3 separate regions of the Gossypium hirsutum genome follow, and all the other regions are linked to region 2. The links are chromatin contacts, called in public Hi-C maps. All regions are on one chromosome and are shown on one strand. The core of a region is the stretch at or near the end of the contact, and the rest is flanking DNA. Distances in the headings are between cores, read along the strand shown. Region 1 holds the start of LOC107886466 (65-kDa microtubule-associated protein 8). Region 2 holds the start of LOC107886462 (REF/SRPP-like protein At1g67360). Region 3 holds the start of LOC107886464 (mitochondrial import receptor subunit TOM20).

Region 1 (3,234 bases), core at 37-2,536, 240 kb after region 2:
GAGATTTTCTGAATTTGCCCTTGTACAGCTCTGAACTGGTTTACTCTCTCTTCTTTCCTCAACCGCATTTCCCGCAATGCTGGCGTAATGGAATCAAGTTGTTGCTTTATTGTTCCTGACATTTTCTCTGGCTGCAGAGACATTAAGTAGGAGGTTATGGAACCAAGCAATCAACATTAACAATTACTTTCTCGAGCTGCATGTTGAGTGGATCAAATCTCCATATTTTTATTGCCCAATTTTACTGCTAACAGGAACATTGTTCTCAGTTGTTTCGTTTACGACAAAAATCAATGGAATCTAGATTGCTTTTATCCTTTTGATGTTTTGAACCATATGAAATACCATGCATCTTTTGATATATACATATATGTATGCGTGTGTGTAGGTTAAATATGAACTTTCAGCTTCAAACAAGGCAGAGATTGATCGATATGGTACCCGTCCGGGAAGGGATCGTTCACCAAGGGACAAAAGAAGGTGAGTGAATCCAGCTTCAGATTCGGCGAGTTCCTGATGAAGGCGAGCTCTTGACATATTTGCTCGGTCAACTTTTCTCCGGTAGACCTCCAGACATTCCTGCTCTAATTCTAGTAGAACCTTCTCTCTTTCTGACTGATCTTCTCCAACTTCATTCCATATCATCTATTCCATTACATATCACAAGGTATGATCTGATTACAACCACAGCTTTACTTAAAATATTATCAAGGGGAAATAAAATAGAGAATCTCTTGCCTGCAACTCTTGAAGTAAATATCCACATGAAGTTTCTAACAATGCAGAGCTTCTCATTCCAGGAGGCGCTTGGAACGATCCCATCCTTTCTGTATACCGGTGATGACTACTGCTGGGAGACTTGAAACTGCTAAAAAGCTGGATGCTTTGGCTAGGACGCTTGGACTGAAGGGTGGAACTTTTTGGTTTGAGTTCTTTGATGAGCAACCAAACCATGTTGTGAGAAAGAATAATGGGGTTTGAGCTGTTTGCTTAAAAGACAAGGCTGACAGAGTTAGGTGCTAGTGAAGCTTTGGGTTCAAGGGTCATCCGTTTTTGTGGATTTTCCAGCTCCAGCTTTTCCCTCTTTTTATTTTCAATTTAAATATGAAAAAGAAGACAATATGACTCTCCATCTTAATAAATTAAGCTGAGGTTCCTTTATAAATAAAGTGATGTAACCTGCTTACTTGAGGTATGTATTGTTAATCAAGCATTATATTGTATGTATTACATTAACATTCATCTTAGGTGAAGTCTTTAAATTAGATTTAACCGTAACTTGATTCCTAAGCAATCCGTGACCAGATGGAACAGTTTTGCAATCCATTGTTAGAATGTCAGAGTCAGGAAAAAGGAACTTCAGAAATGGATGATGAAGCCCCATTGCAATGGCTAGGAGATTCGGAACCATCTGATCCCATGGTTCAACCTTGAGGTACTTATCTCTCCCTCTATGATGATTAGCTACCTAATTGTGAAGTTAAGATATTCCAAATTTGCAATAATGTTAAAGATTCCTTGCATAATTTGGATTAGGAATGAAACAAATATAATATTCAAGAGAATTTGGAAATAGTTAGTGAATCATTTTCAGCCCAACACATTCCACCTCATTCAACAAAAAAAAAAAGATTTAATGAGAAATGAAGGTGTGTCTTCCTTATCATTAGCCAATTGGTGCTTTAGTGATATTGAGGATTAGGTTTGTAGTGACATAGATGCCAAAGCAGGAGGGCCCTACTAAGCCGGGTTGCTTTTTAGTTTGTAAGAACTTATCTAGAAAAGGAAAGTGAAAACCATGTGGCTGCTTTGCCAATTGCCACCATAGTATGTCTGGCAAAAAAGGCTTCTGGCTTAAGACTTGGCGGTTGGGACCATAGGCAGTTGGCTCTAAAAAGACAATTTTTTAGTCATTTCTTAAAGAATGTTCCGACGCCCAGTTTTTAATTATTGTTGTTGTTGAGAATACGATTTAAGAATTTTAAGTTTTTTTTTCTTTTTTTTTCTAAAAAGAATTTCCAAATACAACTAAACCCAGATTCCATGTTGCAAAATAAACGAGAAAAAAAAAATAAAGGAAGAAAAAGAAGAGGATGTTTTTGGTTTTATAGTTGATGAATTGGAGATGAAATTATGTCCTTAATTTTATGAATTTAATTCTTGTAATTATTTGATTTAAAACTTAAAATTCAATAGATAATATTAATTAGGAGGATTGCTTGGGTATGTTTAAACACATTATTTTATGATGTTTTGAGTAATATAGAGTTAATATTTGATATATTAATAGTGAACAATTTAAAAAATTGTCACATGTTTCTTTTTTTTAAATGTTTATTTTTCTATTATTTTATTATACCTATATAAAATACTTTGATTAATTTTTTAATTCTATTTGTGAAATCTAAAAATTTCATTGACAATGACATTACTAAATTCTTAATATATTATTTTTGCAATTAAGAATATAGATAGTAAAGTATAATAAAAATAGTTTTATGTCAGAAGTCAGTTTTCAAACTAAACTAAACTAATTAATTTGATTTGTTTAACATTAGAGCAGTGATGAAATTTTCAAACGTTGGTTTTGATTTAAGATTTATGTCAAATCTCAAGAGTATTGTCTCAAATATTTTTACAAATTTTTAATCGACACATATTCCCAATCTTATGAAATTGATTGTATAGCTTAAAATTTATCAAAAAAAAGATTGTATAGCTTAAAAATTTAATTGTCAACGTATTAAATGAAGTAATACTATGTTTTTCTAATTATACTATCAAAGCAAGTTTGTCAAAATCAGTAATAAGCCAAAGAAATCAATTACACGAAGCCTCAACAGCAATAAAATGCTCATATAACTTTACAAAAAAACCATTTTAACCTTCTATTTTATTTTTCATCCTTTTTAGTTTTTAAATTTGTATTATTTATTGAATCATCATAAAATTGAATAGAAAAATTAATGTTTGTTAATTTTTAGAGTTTGTATGACTCGAATTCTATTTGACATTGATTAAAATAAGATTTTTCAACTTATAGATGTAGTCGAAACTCTTCTTATATCAATCAGTTTTTAACATTAGTGAATTTCTTTTTCTGTCTGTGGTTTTTTCCCTTAAAGAGTTTCTGTTTTATTTTCCCTTTTTTTATTGCTTTGCAATCGTTTTATTGCTATTATCGATGTTTATTATAACGTTAACTTTGTTGAATTAACATATGCATGGATTGTC
Region 2 (3,124 bases), core at 543-3,042:
TAATTTTTTCATCAGAAATTATCAAAATATGATTTAACAAAATTTTTAACCGAAAAATTACCTAATGTCAGTGATAATTGAATTGAATTTTTAATTTCTAAAAATACAAAAGCTAAAACTCAAATTTTATGTAAATGCAAGGACTAAAAACAGATTTTAACCTTTATTTTTTCACCAATAGGTAAACCTTTATTATTTAAAAAAATGCTTAATTTAATTTTAAATTAAAAATAAATAACTTTTTAATCGTATGTACTCATAATCTAATACAAGCTGGAAGATTGAAAGTTGAAAAGGGCATATCATGAAATCAGCCACAAATTCAGAGAGCAAACATATCAGACATCTAAACGAACCAAGTCATATTAGATTCAACATGTAGCCAATTTACAATGGCAAAGCATCACATTGCCTCTCTACTAACACACTCAGAAACCAAACACCTAATCTGAATCTGATTCAGATTTATGATCATCCGCATTTGCTTTCTCTTTTCCTTCAGCTTCCTTAACAGCCTTCCCAAAGGCATCAACGGGAATCGATGGTAAATACCCAACCACAGGATAACCTTTTCCGCTCTTCTCCTTTAACCAACTGTTGTATTTCTCACACAAATTAGCTGCTTTGGGAACAACCTTTTCTGTCACTGAGTTGAAAGTCAAGTTGCTGTTCAGTTTAACCCACAACTTGGTCGAGCTTACCAACACCAAGTTCTTGTACTCAGCTGCAGCGTAGTGCAAAGCCCCTCGTGCTCCATTGGTTCGAGCCTCCTCTACTAGTTTCTGAGCCTTTTGGGTTGCCTTTTGGACCAAATCGTGGGCCAGGTTAACCACTTGCTTGGCTGGTGCTGGAGCATGCTCGTCAAATTTGTGTGAAACCTCATCTACCTACGGTTATTTTAATCAAATACGATAATAAAGTTAGGAATAAATTGGTTCACGCTAAACTTAACTTTCCCCATTTTTAAAATATTAGATTTAATCCTTACTCTTCCGATGAATTTCAAAATACTAAAATTACTTGCTAAACTTAAAGACGAGAAAGAACTAATCAACAGAAACTTCTGATCAAAAGTTCCAAACAGTGATTTTTTCTTAATGGGCGAATACCTTGTTATCAAGAAATCCAAGAAAATGATCAGGAACATCCTTAAATTTCCCGTAGGCGGGACCGACGGCAGTGGTAACGGCATGCTCGACGGCGTCAACGGTGGATCTCAACGGCCCCGAGTTCTGTTTAGAGTAATCGTAAAGGTTCGAGACGCAAACCAAGGCGTGGATTGTAGCCACCCTGACGAAGTTTAGGTGCTTGAGGCCTAAATTCTTGTTCTCAAACTCTAACCCCTAAAATTTTAAATCAAATCACAAACAAAAAAGCTCTAAGCTTAAATTTTGAAAATAAGGGAGAAAGGAGGAGAAGAAGAAAGAAGAGATCAAAATACCTTCTCCATGGTTGCCATCTGTTTGATGCAAGTATTCTTTGCTTCACTTTTTTGAGAGAAAATAAACGATCGTAATCTACGGTGTAAAACAAGTGCAATTTTATTTATTTTATAGATGAATTCATATGGGATGTTAGATGAGATCCAACGGTTTATATCGGATCTAAGGATATCACAATGCCAGAGCGGGCGGTTTTCCAATTTCATCTTTCTTTACTTTTCTGGGAGCAAATAGAGGATTCTAGAAGGACACGTGGAAGGATCTTACTTGGTGGAGATGCAATAATATCTAAGGGAACCATTTTCTTATTCTTGGGCGGTCTGTTGTGAGGTCCACCCATTCCCACACCAATTTTTATTCTATCTAATTGCGCTGAATATTATTAAATTATTTGTAAATTATATTTTAATTATTTAATTTTAAAAATTTTAAAATAATTTAAAAGTTTTTATTTAAGCTATTGAATGATTAAAATAATTATTGTATAACTTTTTTCGTTTGTATTACTTGCACAAATTGAAAGATTTTCTTACTCTTTCTTTTTACAGTTTAATTTTTTTTAAAAAATAATGTTGAATGTTATAAATTTCAAACTAACATTCAAAAAATATTGTTCTTTAATTTTTGACATTAATTATCAAATTAACTTAGATATAAGATATGTTATTATACTTATTAATAAATATTAATCTATTTTATTGATCATTGAAGTGTCACTTAAAATTCACTAATCAAATTTTTTTAAAAAAATTTAATAACTCAATAACTTTAAATAATTCAACCGCTTTTGTGTCTCATTTTACTTTTGGAACTCAAAATTGTGATAGGAGGGAAGCAAGTGTTGAGTCGTTAAGATTTAATTATTAGATTTTTTTTTACAAAAATATTATAATTTTATAAGTTGTATTAGGTTGTGTTTTCTATATTTTATATAAAATTGAACATATTAATATATATAGGAGAAGAATCGGAGTTGTTTAGTGTTTTGGATTGGGATGTGAACTACAGATTTAATATCAATATATTCTTTTATTATTATATTAGTGGTTAATCCTCGATATATTAATAATCAGGGTGTGCTATTACATGAAAAATTACTTAAAAATATAATTTCTCAAAAATGAACTTATAAATTTTTTTTTTATGTTCGGATGATTTGGCTTTAACAAAATTTTTACAAAATCTAAGCTTTGAACATCAAAGAATACTCGTTCAAAAAAATTCTTTCTAACATAATTTTATTTATTTTTGAATTAAATAATAATTATTTATGGTTAAATACAAATTAATTTACATAAACAACCATATGTATATATTTTAGTTAAAACATGCTCCAAATTATTGAGCAATGACCAAACACAAACACAAATTTCATTTTCCAAACAATCATAAAATTATTAATAAGTAGAAGGTAAAACATTTCCAAAATGTGAGGCATTTTATTACATGCAGAAGTAAAAAAATTGAGATACACTCTGCTATATCATCTGAGTAGCTCATGTTGAGTGACAAAATAAAATAGAACAAGACTGAAAAATTGCAAACTTTGTACTAAACACTACAACCACTTACACAACACATATAACTCATGGAAACATATAACTAACAGCGGGATTAGTACAAAGAGACAGGCAAAAACTGGCATTTTAAGTGCATTTTTAACAGCTTTAATGGCATTCCAA
Region 3 (2,980 bases), core at 128-2,627, 210 kb after region 2:
CAGCAAAACATCCACTCCTCACCCGCACTGCCCTAGATTCTCTTTCCCAAGAAAATAAACACATCCATTTAACACAAAAAAAAAATTAAATAAAAAAGAAATGCAAACCAGCTTAAAGTAGGTAAAACAAAAGGAAAACACCAATCCCACTAAACCAGCCATAGTAACAAAATATCTTAATATTTAATTAAGCACTAGCCATAACCTTATCATTAACAAGGTATCCTGCTTCTGTCTTTCAGAAAACTAAGTCCAGATTACCACACCAAGTTCATTTCAAATAATTACCACATCAAACAATGCAGCTAAAATATTAAAACATCAATTAAATTACATAAGGTTATATTTACATAAAAAAAGCATACATCTTTGTTCCCGTGTTATGAAACTTAAAAGAAAAGCAGGTTTACCTTAGCTGCAACTTCCAAAGACTTTTGATAAAGCTCATTGCCAGGATCCTACAACCCAAAAAAATATTTAAAAAATAAAACCCAAATTAGCGTCCGAAACCCTCAATTTGGGATCTTCAAAACAGGCATAAGAGTCAAAAAAACAAAGAAGTTACCGCATCAACAGCTCTTTGGAAAAACTGAGCTGCCTTATCAAAAGAAACTTTTGCCTCGTCAGAATCGGTAGTCATAAATGCAGTAGTGGAAAGAGCGTTTCCCATGCACCACAAAGTTTCGTGCTTGGATGGATTTATCATCAACGCCTCATCCAATTTCGAAATTGCATCTAAATGATCAATATTCATTGCATTAGCAAAAACTAATAATAGGAATAAACTCAAGAACATGGTAGAGTACCATTTATCATCTGCTTTGCATCTGAAACAGTCTGAAATTGAGCTAATTCGAGTAAAGCCCCTCCCCATTTGGTTAAATTCTGCAAACATTTTTAACAGATAATAGGAAACGCAGAACAATTTCTTTAAAAGAAAACCTCAAACCAAAGAAGAAAACAAGAATAAAAGAATTAAAACCTCATTACTATTAAAATCAATTAACAGAGGAAAGTAACTGCAAACAAAGAAACGAATTAAAAAAAATTGAAAGGATAGAAATAAAGAAGGAACCTCAGCATCGAGAGGGTCCTTAGCGTAGTTCACTTCAGACGTTTTACGAGTGTGTTCGGCGACTAAAAGGCGATCGAAGTCGGCTTGAGAAAACTCCATTTCCGTGATTGATTTATTCTGTTAGTTTAGAAAGTGAGGGAAGAGTGTAGCCGCTAGGGTTTTTTCTTTTCCTATTGGAGAAGTGAAGTAGAGAAGGTAACATAAACTTATGACAAAAAGACCGTGATGGCCCTCGACCCTCGATATTTGGCGCTCCTTTTGCCTTTCCTTTGCTCTCTTTTCTCGTATGTTTACTTCACTTCCACGTTGCGGATACCAAGGGTCTCCCCTCCTACTTTCTTTCTCTCTCTTTTTTAGGGGAAATTTAAATTTGGGTCACTCAACTTTCAGAACTTTTTATTTTGGCCATGAAAATTTTTAAAAATTGCAAAAAGAGCAGTGTCATTACAAACCGTTTTCATTTTAGTTACCCACCCTTATTTTCAGGGTTATGCAATCTTAGTGTACACTCAATTTAGTCATCTATCTTTAGTAAATTTCTATTTTAGCCACTCATTTTATCTTTTTAATGTCCTTTTTTAGAATTAATTTTTACAAGGAAAAAAACTTGAATCTTTACAAGGAAAAACATAGGTTCTTACATGGAAAAACCAATTTATATTTTTAATTTTCTCAATTTTTTTTCTTTTCAAGAATTATTTTTAATTCTTTGGAAAAAAAAGAAAAATCTAAGGTTTTGCAAGAAATTACCTGAGTTTTATAGGAAAAACTTAAGTTTTTACAAAAAAGCATTTTATCTTTTTTTGAAATAATTTTAGTTTTTTAATAAAATTAGGAAAACCTAAGTTTTTTAATCATGAAAAACATGAATTTTTACAATGATTTGAATTTCATTTCTGCAGCTAAATAACTCAATTTCTCATAAAAACCTTTTTTTTAAATAATATTAATTCTAAAAAAGGAAATGAATTACTAAAATGAAAACCTACTAAAGTTGAGTAATTAAAGAGAGTCTACAATACTATTGTTTAACCCCAATTTAATGATGAGTGATCAAAAATGAAAATGGTTTGTAATGGTAGTGCCATTTTTGCAAAATTTTTTTATTTTTAGTGTCCAAAATAAAAACACATGAGAATATTTAGGGGATCAACTGTGTAATTTACCTTTTTTAAGTTAAAATTGTAGGGGTTTTTTTTTTTTTTTTTACACTTTGCAATATCAAGTTAGGGGCAGAGAAATTTGATGTAGGTTTTAGAAGCGCAAGCTGCTCATTGCTGCCAATTGTCTATGGTTTGGAGTGGAATTGAGATAAGAATAATATTAATCCACTTTTTATCCTTGTTGAGGAGTTCACCAAAAATCAACATTGTAGAATCTACGAGAAAGCAGAATAGAGCATAACGTGGGGATTCTTGCTTGAAATCAACTGAGAGTCATCAGGTTCCTCAACAATAGTTGCTCCACCTATAAGACCAGGCATAAAGTCTGATATTCAAAGTGAAGGGATCTTGGGGCACATGTTTAGGTGCTTTGTAGAGGGTCAGCATTGAAAGAGCAAAAGATAGATGGAGAGATCTGGGTTTTATCAATTAGACATATCTTTCTATATTTAAGCCCTCAAATTTCATTGAATAAATGTTAAAAAATTATTTCTTTTAAGTATTTATTTTAAATTTTTAATTTAAAATATATGTTTATTTTTTTAATTTAAAAATTTATATCTAAAATAAAGCTGGACAAATAGATGTACAGATTCAAATGTCTAAAATTTATTTATTTTTATAATTTTAATAAATGATAAATTTTAAAACTATACATGAACTTTGATTGTGGTTCAAATGTATATATAAAATTTTATTTTTGTTTTATTTATACACATTTAAAGAAATAAATAAATTAAAT

The links. Hi-C and Micro-C count contacts between places; a contact is called where the count stands out from the background.
Region 1: a Hi-C map of leaf shows a contact between it and region 2, with 2.4 times the contacts expected there. The contact joins the promoter of LOC107886466 here to the promoter of LOC107886462 in region 2. A contact is called at or near these places in 4 of 34 Hi-C or Micro-C datasets (hypocotyl, leaf and petal).
Region 3: a Hi-C map of leaf shows a contact between it and region 2, with 2.7 times the contacts expected there. The contact joins the promoter of LOC107886464 here to the promoter of LOC107886462 in region 2. A contact is called at or near these places in 7 of 34 Hi-C or Micro-C datasets (callus and leaf).

The regions. Positions count from the first base shown.
Region 1 is chrA03:92,337,781-92,341,014 of Gossypium_hirsutum_v2.1, forward strand. It overlaps LOC107886466 (65-kDa microtubule-associated protein 8), which reads right to left and starts at 1,287. Exons shown (of 11, transcript XM_016810430.2): 1 at 739-1,287; 2 at 442-645; 3 at 1-131. The coding sequence starts at 954.
Region 2 is chrA03:92,093,793-92,096,916 of Gossypium_hirsutum_v2.1, forward strand. It overlaps LOC107886462 (REF/SRPP-like protein At1g67360), which reads right to left and starts at 1,793. Exons shown (of 3, transcript XM_016810426.2): 1 at 1,442-1,793; 2 at 1,110-1,343; 3 at 348-887. The coding sequence starts at 1,648. The coding sequence ends at 444.
Region 3 is chrA03:92,302,779-92,305,758 of Gossypium_hirsutum_v2.1, forward strand. LOC107886464 (mitochondrial import receptor subunit TOM20) reads right to left here and starts at 1,378. Exons shown (of 6, transcript XM_016810428.2): 1 at 1,076-1,378; 2 at 807-885; 3 at 566-735; 4 at 411-458. The coding sequence starts at 1,174.